Linked DNA regions of Ovis aries: region 2 is linked to region 1. The links are chromatin contacts, called in public Hi-C maps. All regions are on one chromosome and are shown on one strand. The core of a region is the stretch at or near the end of the contact, and the rest is flanking DNA. Distances in the headings are between cores, read along the strand shown.

Evidence for each region. Hi-C and Micro-C count contacts between places; a contact is called where the count stands out from the background.
Region 2: a Hi-C map of hypothalamus shows a contact between it and region 1, with 6 times the contacts expected there. The contact joins the promoter of RHOC here to the promoter of CTTNBP2NL in region 1. A contact is called at or near these places in 8 of 16 Hi-C or Micro-C datasets (blood, hypothalamus, liver and 3 more).

Annotation. Positions count from the first base shown.
Region 1 is chr1:89,839,281-89,844,748 of ARS-UI_Ramb_v3.0, reverse strand. CTTNBP2NL (CTTNBP2 N-terminal like) reads right to left here and starts at 2,248. Exons shown (of 5, transcript XM_042252468.2): 1 at 2,164-2,248.
Region 2 is chr1:90,101,039-90,106,506 of ARS-UI_Ramb_v3.0, reverse strand. RHOC (ras homolog family member C) reads left to right here and starts at 3,448. Exons shown (of 5, transcript XM_060412792.1): 1 at 3,448-4,059. PPM1J (protein phosphatase, Mg2+/Mn2+ dependent 1J) reads left to right here. Exons shown (of 11, transcript XM_042252585.2): 9 at 1-60; 10 at 260-3,495. The coding sequence ends at 358.

The DNA of each region.
Region 1 (5,468 bases), core at 999-3,498:
CGAAACGCAACTCAAACCTAAAAAAAAACAATCCTCAGAGGTTAGGTTCTCTTTCAAGTAATAGAGTAAAGGTACAAAGCGGGGTCGGGAAGGTTACTATTTCTCCTCCTCCAGAGTCAAAAAGTCTCGAAGCAGAGGAACTCTCGATACCGCCCCCCGCCCCCGCCCCAGCTCCATAGGAGAATAGAGGATTCAGGGGGAAGGCTCAGGAATACAGAATGGGGGATGGGAGGAACCCAAGTTGGGGAAGGCCGATTCGTCCGTGGAGCTGGCTGTCTAGGTCGGGTCTTTTGATTTTTGCATCGTCCCATCTCTCTTCTTTTTGAAAACACTGATTTTTATCTTATGGATAAAATTACCTCTGGTCCCTCCCTTGCGAGCAAGGACAGGTGTTGGAAGAGATGTCTGGCCTCCTAGGGGTACAAAATGGGGGCGGGGGCGGCAGTCTAAAGAATGGGAACCTGTACGCCTTCTCCCAAGGTTGAGGGGCTAGGTGAGGGACCTTTTAAATGAGGGGTATCAGGAAACCAGCCCCTTCTGGGAAGCTGGGATTGATGGGGGACAGTAAGTAGCTGCAAGCACCCTCGAAGGATGAGGAGCCGCCTCCTCAGGGAATACCGGGAGGTAGAGGAGACGGCCCCGCCCCCTCAGGGGATGGGCGCGAGTGGCAGCTGGTACGGTGGCGGGAGGACACCGGCGGTTCTACCCCTGTTTTTCTTTCGAGAACCTGGCCTCCCAGCCGCCGCCAAGCCCCGGCGCCAACGGCTCCTACCTTTTCCCGGCGCTCAAGGTTCCTCTCCCTGCCGCCTCCGCCACCCTCTCCATCCACAGCCCCTCGAGGCCCCGCCCCTCAACAGCCAGGCGGGGGCACTGGCATTCGGCAGAGCCAATGGCCTCCTCGCCTCTCCAACCCCGAAACCAATCCGCGCCGGCTGGAGGAGGGGCTTCTCCAATGTCATTTAGGCTCCTCCCGGGGCCCCAAGATCCCTTTTGTTTGGGGAGAGCCAAGCTGGGATTGAGCTCGCGTCACTTCCGGGAGGAAGCTCAGTCCTCCTGCCCCGGCTCGGGGTGGGCTTGCGCCCCTCCGGGCCCGGATTCTGCAACTTTCCACCTTCTATGGGCTTTCGGGACCAGATGGTGGCGAGTGCTTCGTGTGTACCCTCGTTGTACGGGAAGCTCAGGAATGGGTTTCGGGTGTCCTGACTGACTGGGCACATTAACGTTTCATCCAAAATGTTAATAAATGAAGTGCGCTCTGGTGTTTAGAAAACCTGCTGTTGAAAACCTGGTAACGTGGCTTGCCTGTTCTACCCCCCGACACACTTTTTTTTTTTTTTTTGGCGGGGGGCGGGGGAGAGGGGGACAAAGCGTGTGCTAGAGAAGGGAGCAAAGATGAAAAACCCAGAGACCCCTCTTTTCACATTATATTTGGAAGAGAATAGTAGCTTCTGGAGCCCCTGGAACCCCTGGAGTGGAGACGCCGGGTAGCTTTCCAACCCGACTTCCTTTCCAGGTAGAAATCGAATGAATAAAATTTCTGTGTGTCAGTGTTTTCTACGCTGTTTTCCAAATGAGAATTTTTGTGTCTTTGGCCCCATTGTACTGTAGGCTGCCGCAGCCCTGCTGGGACAAAGGACAGTAGAGGATGCAAGGAATGTCTGTCCCTCGTGAACACAGGAATGCAGATCTGGTGGCAGCAAGCCCTTGTTTAGTCGCTAAGTCACCTCCGACTCTTTTGTGACGCAATGGGTCCGCCAGGCTTTTCTGTCCATCGACTTTTCCAGGCAAGAATACTGGAGTGGGTTGCCATTTCCTCCTCCAGGGCATCTTTCTGATCCAGAGATCGAACCCGCATCTCCTGCATTGCAGGTGGATTCTTTACCGCTGAGCCACCTGGGAAGCCCCGCACTAAGCCCTCCAGCACCAAATAACCCAGAGAAGGGCGAGGGTGCATCCCTTCCTGAGGTCAAAGTTTCTGGATTTCTTTATCCCTTTCACGGATTCCAGTTCAACTGGTTAAACGAATAATAATCACATTGCTTTAAATATAATACATGCTTACAATTATTTATAATGCACAAGTAATATGAATTAATTTCAATGTATTATTTCTAATATTAACAATTATTATTAAGCAAAGCAGTAGTGAGGCCTCCTACTCACCTAGGCAGACTGTCTCAAGACAGATCCAGCTCTGTCCACACGCAGTTTGCAGTCAGGTGGAGGGATGTAGTCAGTCGGCAAACATAGGGAAGTTCGAAGGAAGTAAACCAGTATTAATGCCATTTTGTTGCATAAGTGCTCAGTCAGGTCTGACGCTTTTGTAACTGCATGGATTGTAGTCCACCAGGCTCCTTTGTCCATGGGATTTTCCTGGCAAGAATGCTGGATTGTGTTGCCATTTCCTCCTCCAGGGGATCTTCCCCACTCAAAGATCAAACCCTTGTCTCTTGCACTGGCAGGTGGATTCTTTACCACTGAGCCACCTGGGAAGCCCTATTAATGCCATTCAGTTCAGTCGCTCAGTTGTGTCCGACCCCATGCCAGGAATCCCTGTCCATCACCAACTCCTGGAGCTTCTCAAACAGATGTCCATCGAGTTGGTGATGACATCCAACCATCTCATCTTCTGTCGTCCCCTTCTCCTGCCTTCACTCTTTCCCAGCATCAGGGTCTTTTCAAATGAGTCAGTAGTTCACATCAGGTAGACAAAGTATTGGAGTTTCAGCTTCAGCATCAGTCCTTCCAATGAATATTCAGGACTGATCTCCTTTAGGATGGACTGGTTGGATCTTCTTGCAGTCCAAGGGACTCTCAAGAGTCTTCTCCAACACCACAGTTCAAAAGCATCAATTCTTTGGTGCTCAGGTTTCTTTATAGTCCAACTCTCACATCCATACATGACTACTGGAAAAGACCATAGCTTTGACTAGATGGACTTTTGTTGGCAAAGTAATGTCTCTGCTTTTTAATATGCTGTCTAGGTTGCCATTCCTGCAAGTTATTTTCATATAATGATATTTAATCTTCACACAGGAGACATGAATTTGATCCCTGGGTTGGGAAGATCCCCTGCAAAAAGGAACAGCTACCCACGCCAGTATTCTTGCCTGGAGAATTTCATGGACAGAGAAGCCTGGTGGGCTACAGTCCATAGGGTCTCAAAGAGTCGAACACAGCTGCGCAGGCATGCACACATACGCACACAAATGTAATATCTTTCCTAACCTGTAAGATAGACCATTGGTGCCTATTTTACAGAGAAGAGAGAAATTCAGAGAAATCAAGTAAAGCCATAGAACTAGTAAATGGAAAACAAAGACCTTCCAACAAGGATGTGGATTCCAACTCTGTGCTATATTCTGCTCTCTATACACTTGGCTTTCAGGAGGAGGGCTGGTTCAGAGAGTGAGTCTGGATGACCTCCAACTAGCATTAGAAACAGAAATGGGCTCCATGTCTCCCTCTATTGACTGCTGGCTTGAGAATGTCCTCTGTATGTATATTTGAAGGACAAGAGGACTGTACTGAAGGGCTTCACAGCAGCTCAGATGCTTCTGAAGTAACAAATAGGAAATTCAGAACTTCAGAAAGACATCATTCCCTGTGTTCTGAAAGGCAAGATGAAGGGCCAGGGACATAGTAGGTGTTCAACAAATACTGACTTCACTTGAAACAAAATGTCTGGAATGGTTAAAAACAGAGTTTCAGTGCTGGACTAGGCCCACGAATTTGAAAAATTCCATTTCCTCCTCCGCCCTTTTGCCCTGCCTTCTGGGTGTGCAATGAGGAAGTGCCTCATTGCCCGACAGTGAGGCAGATGCAGAACAGGCTATTTTCTGCTGGCTTCTGAGTCACTGTAAGAGTTGTCCCAGTGAATCAGCTCACCCCTCCTCCCCTCCTTCCCTTTGTTAACCCACCATTACCCATTCTACTCCCAGGTTGACCTGGCACCTACTTCCTTCAGAGCAACTGGCGGCTCCCCAGATTTTCTGAGCTCTTGCTGACTTTCCTCAGTGAGTGTGGGAGGACCCAGCAAGAATGAGGTCATCCCTGCCTGGTAGGATTGAGTCCTGAGGGTATTCAGATTATTATCCTTTTAATTCATCACCCCTGGAGCTAGTGCATGGCCAGAGCCTGTGAATTTGAAGTTCAATGATTCTTCAAATGTATAAAATGTCTAAATAAATTAGAGTCTGGCACACAGGTGTACAGAGGTAGAAAGGGGGTTTGTAATAATTTCCTAAAGTTGTATAACACAACATACTATTTTTATATCTATTATTGTATCAACATGCCAGTAGTATTTATTAAATGCCTACTGTATGTCAGGTAACAATTTAGTAAGAAGCACTAAAGAGTATAGTGTGTGTTAGTTTTTCTCCAAATGAGTAAACATCTTAGGTAGGTGTACCATGAATGTTTATTGCTGGTTTGGGGAAGGCAATGATAGAGTAAAAGAGGGCTAGACTGGAAATGTAAAAGAAAAATTTGTGAGTTCTGCTGGAGTTCTCCCTGTCACAAACTGTAGTTTCTTAGGGCTGCTGTGACAACTGACCTTAAATGGGGTGATTTAAAATAACAGAGATGTATTCTCTCTCAGTGAGGAGGCTAGGAGTCTGAAATTAAGGTTTTGACAAGGTTGGTTCCTTGGTGAGGGGTGTTGGTGGGAGTGGGCTTATGGAGGGTCACCCTGCTCTCCTAGCTTATGAGGGTTCCTGGAAATCCTTGGCTTGTAGCTGAATTGTGTTATTCTCTGCTTCTGTCTTCACATGGCATTTCCCCCTCTGTGACTTAATGCCTCTGTCTTCTCCTCTTCTTCTAAGGATAACAGTCATACTGGATTTAGAAGTCATCCTAATCTAGTATGACCTCATCTTAGCTCATTACATCTGCAAATATCTCATTTCAAAGAAAGTTCACATTCTGAGGATTTGGAGGGGGGCAGGGATGGAAAACATTCAAACCTGTGTGCAAAACTACTTCACAAAGTAACGCCCCCAACTTAACTGCATTTAGCTTCACTGGTAATAGCATGAAATTAGCAACCTGATTCCTAAAGAGCGTTTCAGTTCTATAATTGTATGATAATTATATATGCTAGAAGCATTTCTCAAGCCTTTACTATATGGCAGGCACTATGAAAATGCTTCGGAGTACATCTCATTTAACCCTTAAAAGAATTCCAGGAGCGAGATGTGAATATTCCTGTTTTACAGATAACGAAATTGAGGCGCAAAGAGGTCCATGGTCATGGAATTCATAAGAGATGAACATGGAATATTTACTCAGATCTGACTCCTAAGTCCACCCTCATAATTACTATGCTCTATCATGTCTCCATCATACGAGATGGGTTAGGAAGACAGGGAATGCAACGAATATTTTTAAATTTGATTTTTGGAATACTTGGAGATGAATAGCAATCTTCTGGGGAAGGCAAGAGAGAAGAGAACAGTGGGTGGCAA
Region 2 (5,468 bases), core at 2,199-4,698, 260 kb before region 1:
CCAGATGACGTGCTAGTCCTGGGAACAGATGGGCTGTGGGACGTCACCAGTGACTGTGAGGTAGCTGCCACTGTGGACAGGGTGCTGTCAGCCTATGAGCCCAATGACCCCAGCAGGTAGGGGTTGTATGGTGGCAAGGGGATGACGATGGGGAAGGAAGGGACAAGGGAAGCGATGCTGGGAGACCCACGTGAGGGCCTGTGTACCCACCTTCCCATAGACGTGTTGGTACATGAATGTGCACATGTGCTCCTGGCAGGTACACAGCTCTGGCCCAAGCTCTGGTCCTGGGGGCCCGGGGCACACCCCGGGACCGTGGTTGGCGTCTCCCCAACAACAAGCTGGGTTCCGGGGATGATATCTCAGTCTTCGTCATCCCCCTGGGAGGGCCAGGCAGTTACTCCTGAGAGGCTCAAGCCCTGAACCTCCCACCACCATCCCAGCCTCTCCATGCTTATGCCTCTCCCAACCCAAATTCTGAAGTTGTCTCCCCCACCTTCTTTAGTGGCAACTTAACTGAAGAAGGGGTGCCAGTTAGATCTACAGTTATAGCTCTTGGCAAATAAACCAGATGAATAAAGATGTGTGTCTTTATTTACTTTGACTTAAAACTGAAGTTTTAAGTCTTTGGGGTGGTGGAAAGAATGCCAGAAGAGCCCTAAAAATGTAATGTTCCTAGGCTCTTTGCTCTGCTCTTCCTACTCCACACACTCTCATCCTGTTCTGTGACTTCATCCTAGAGCTGGTGTCTTCCAAGGCACCCTTTCCAGTCCAGACTTTTCCTGAACCTTAGACCTACATATCCCAGTGGTCTTCCAAACATCCCCTTGATATCCCACAAGCACTTCAACTCAACATTCCTCCAAATGAATCCATCATTTCTCCCACAAATACATCCTTCTCCTGGCTCTATCTCAGGGGGCACCAGCTCAGCTACTCAAATTAGAATTCTTGGAGCTGATCACCTTTGGTTTCTCTTTCTCCCTCATCAAGCTAACCAATCATAAAGTATTGATGATTAAATATTTAAAAACATATTTCTATTAGGTGGCCCAGTGGTAAAGAATCCACCTGCCAATACAGGAGACACAAGAGATGTGGGTTCCATCCCTGGGTCTGATCCCTGGGTCAAGAAAAGCCCCTGGAGAAGGAAGGAAATGGCAACCCACTCCAGTATTCTTGCCTGGGAAATCCCATGGACAGAGGAGCCTGACGGGCTACACTCCATGGGGCTGCAAAGAGTCAGACACGACTGAATGACTGAGCACACACACAAAGTCACTACTGTAGTCCTTTAGTATACAAGCCTCCTAACTTACCTGCTGATTTCATTCCCAAGCCACTTCCCTGTTTACCCAGTAAAGATTACACACAGCAGCCAAGGAGCCATTTCTACCACGTGAATCTAAGTTGGTGATTCCTCTGAGAGAGCACTTCAGTGGCTCCTTACTGCACCTAGACCAAAATGGACACTCAGCTAACCCTAACCCTCAGCTCTTGATGGGGCCACTGCTTCCTTCTCCAGTCCTGTCTTTCTCCACCACCACCCTCTTGGGATTTCCACAACTCTGTGGGTCTAGCGTAGCTCCAACACATTTAAAATCAATGCATCACTGCAACTTGAACACTTCTGTTCTTCCACAGCCCATGCATGCCTGCACTACAGTGCTCGCCTCTTGTACTGTAACTGTCTATATGAGGACTTGGTACAGAGTAGCAGTGAAGTAGCAGGGGGCTGAAAGTCCTGCTGTTTGGTCCTGGTGCCAAAAATCCAACTAAGAAGTGTGCAATCTCTCTGAGCCTCAACTTGCTTTTTGGAAAAATGGGCATTACAGTACTACCTCACAAGGTGGTTATAGGACTAAAGTAGTTCATGTATGCATAGCCCGGTCTGTGTAATAAGGGTTCAATAACTATTACTTATCTTTAATTTGTCTGTATTCTGGATTTAGATCACAAGTTCTTTGAAGATAGAAACTGATCTGAACTGAGTACATAGCTAGGTCTATTGAGCCACTTAAGAGGATTGGGACCAAACTGCTGTGGACCTCAGTTTCCTCATTTAGCAGATGTGTGGGTTGCTTGTCAGATCTTTAAAGTCTGTATGACTTGTAACATTCATTCATTCAGCAAATATTTGTTGAAAACCTATTACGTGCCACACATTGTGCCAGAAAGTGAGAAGGGACAGAGTGAAGGATCACAGTGGGCAGCAGGGAGAGAGACCAGCTTTGGAGCCAGACAGGCCTGACTCTCTGAGATTTTGCTCTGCCATGTACATATGGCAAAATTTGGACAAGTCACTGACTTCTTGAGCCTCAGTTTCCTTACAGGTAAAAGGGGATGTGTATACTTAACCCAAAAATCTGTGATGACTATTAGAAGCTATGTAGTGTGCCCTGCACAAGCTAATAAAATGTAAGTAGACTCCTCATCCTCCATTCACTTCCTCATGTACCTTTCAGGGAAAAAGATACACGTTTTGGTAAATACTCAACACACAAGTCAAAGCAAGCTAGGTGTCCCTGTGCTACGTGTGAACTGTGCTCTGTCCTGTCTGGCTCTTTGTAACCCCATGGACTGTAGCCCACCAGACTCCTCTGTCCATGGGATTTCCCCAAGCAAGAATACTACAGTGGGTTACCATTTCCTCCTTCAGGGGATCTTCCTGACCTAGGGATTGAACCGGCCTCTCCTGCCTGTGTCTCCTGCATTGGCAGGCGAATTCTTTATCACTTGAGCCACCTGCGAGGCCTCTAGAGCACCTGGGAGGTGTCCCTAGAAGCACAGAAATAAGACAGTGCAGGTGGGAACTGAATTCTTAGCTGGGGAATCCAGAAAGATTTCCAAGAATGCCCTTTGAAGGATGGGTAGGAGTTGGAAATTCCGGGTAGGGAGATGGAAGGTAATTGCAAGGTGGAACCAAGTGCCCCTGAATCTCAAAGGTTCTGAAAGGTCTCCGAGGCTGGGGGATGATGCTGGGCTGTACTTACTGCGCAAAGATTCTAAGAGGGTGGGGATTTCCCGCAGCCCCTTCCTCCGGCGTCCCCGAAGCCGCTTTTCCCAGTCCCGCCTCCCACGGGACACCACCCAGGTGGTGTAGGCGCGGGTGGCCGCTCAGCCACGGGAGGGCAGCAGCGGCCCTTTCCTGACCCCACCCCGGGCGCCTCTCAACTTTCCCGACGCCGGTCCGCCCGTAAGAGCTGGAAGGTGGCGCTGAGGCAGAGTCCTCCCGGGTCCAGTTCGCCGCGCCTAGCCCCGCCGCCCGCTCCTCCGCAGTCCAGGCATCTCCCGGACCCCGCGGGCCAGCGCCGGGCTACCGCCTGGGGCCGCGGGCGGGGGCCGGGGGCGGGCGGAGCCGAGAGCCGCCCGGCCCGCCCCTCCCGGCCAGTCGCCCCTCCCCGCCGCGGCGCTGGAGGAGGGCGGGGCGGCGGGGCCCCGCGGGTCACTCTGCCTCCCGCACCCGCAGCGCAGCTGGAAGCGGCGGAGCGGAAGGTACCCGGGTTGGGGCTGTGGGCGGCGGAGTCCTGGGCATTGGTCCCCGGCAGAGCACTTTCCCTCTTCTCCAACTTGGCTGGAGCTCGGGGCGCCGGCCGGGGAGGGGCTTTGGCCCGAGCGCGGGCCCCTTCCCTCCCCTCGTACGCGGCGTCTGGGCGGCGCGGGGATCCGGACGGCTGGGCCTCTCCCTGCCCTCCTGGGCTACTGTGGGGGGCGCCGGGAATTGTCCCGCAGGGCCTCTCGCCTCTAGGTGTCCGAGTCGAAGTCCGTTCCCTTCTCTCGGCTTCCCAGAACCTGCTTGGCAGGGCGAGGAGGAGAGGGGGCAACTTGGGTCTCCGCGAGGGAGCTCCCGCGCAGATGCTCAGCTCCCAAGTCTGGCGGCCCGCGGTGGACCTTGGCTGGGGTGTGAGTTGGGGCCCGAGTCCGGCTTGAGGTGGGAATTCCCCCCCGCCGGGCCTGTGAAGTGGCAGGAATAAGGGTGGGGTGTGACCGCGGGGGCTGCCACTGCTCCGGGGTCTGGACCTCGCCCAGGATGGTTTCTGGAGCCGGCCTGGAGTGGAGGTACGGGAAATTGGGAAGGATCCAAGCCGTTTGTGTGTGTGCGTGTGTGCTGGAAAGCTTGAGATGATTGAGGAGCTGTTTCATCCCAGGGAAGGCCCCAGGAGTTCGACTCATACCACGTCCTGTGGGGTTTGGTTGCCCCTCTTGAAGTCAGTGGGGCAGTTCCTCAGGGGTTGCCTCTCACAGGGAGCTGTTGTCCTTGCTGTCTTGGCCTTGGGCCTGGTGTCTTGGCCTGGCCTGGGTCTAGGACCCCTCTGAGCTTGAAGGGAAAGTGTTAAATGAGCTAGGGGAGGGTGTGCTCCAGATCATTCCAGCATGCCCCTGCCCTGGAGTTCTGGCCTCTGACCTGCACCATCTGGTGCTACCTAAACTGCCCTGCTGGAGTGGGAGAGGGCAGTGGCAAACTCAGAGCTAGGCAACTGGTATTCACCCTGGTGGTGAATGCCCTCCATCTGTCCATCAACGCTGCCTGTGCCAGGTTGGGGCTACTGCAGCCTGTCTTCCCTCAGTTGGACCAATGGACTTGTGGGAATGTGAGAGGGAGTTGGTCACTTGGGTAGAATTTTCAGGAGACCCCCTTTTCTGAAGGATGGTTTCCATTTGTGGAGGAAATCAGCTGGCAGGGTGAATGCCTTCTTGCTTGCCTTTTGGGATATCAGAAAGCCCCTGTTGTGGTGTTAGAGAGTGGCTGTGCGCTCAGCTCCTATAAATTCCATCTGATTCACATCCGCTTCCCCTCATCCCAGTGTTGTGCCTGTGTGTGTAGAGGGGAGGGAGGCCACCCGGGATCCCACTGTTGAAGAGAACTTGCCTTGGGCTGTAATATTCGCTTCCAAAAAGGCAGACCAGGGCTGGGCTGTGAGGTGGTGGTGGTGGTGTGTGGGGAGTGAGGGAGCTCAGCCTAGTTTGACAGGATGTGGGACTGAGAGAAAAAGCCAGGTTTGGGGCCGAGATCAGATTACCGTCCCCTTCTTTCTTAACCACTCCCTGTGTGGCTGGCGCTGGAATTGGCCTTCATTTGTCTCCCTTTTGGAGTTCCTCCCAGCGCCGGCTCCAGCTCCCGCTCCTCCCCACAGCCTCAACTTCATCTCAGGCCCGAAGCCCGCCCTCTCTTCCTCCCAGGCTGGGGGCCTGGGAACTCCAGCCGGCTGGAGGTCAGCTCCTCTCCCCAGGGAAGGAGGAAGTGAGGCTCAGCTTCAGGGGCAAAAAGAAGCTGGCAAGGTGTGATGAACTGTGCAGCTGCCCTTCGGTGTGTGTTGGGGGCAGGGGACACATGGAAACCCCGGGAAGCTGACTCCTGGCCCTGAGTCACAGGGAGGGGTGGGCAGGGCCTCAGGGTGAGCTGGACAGAGAGGAGGAAGGGGCCGTCCCAGGGAGTGGGTGGAGGTGATTCCCTAGTGGATTATTCT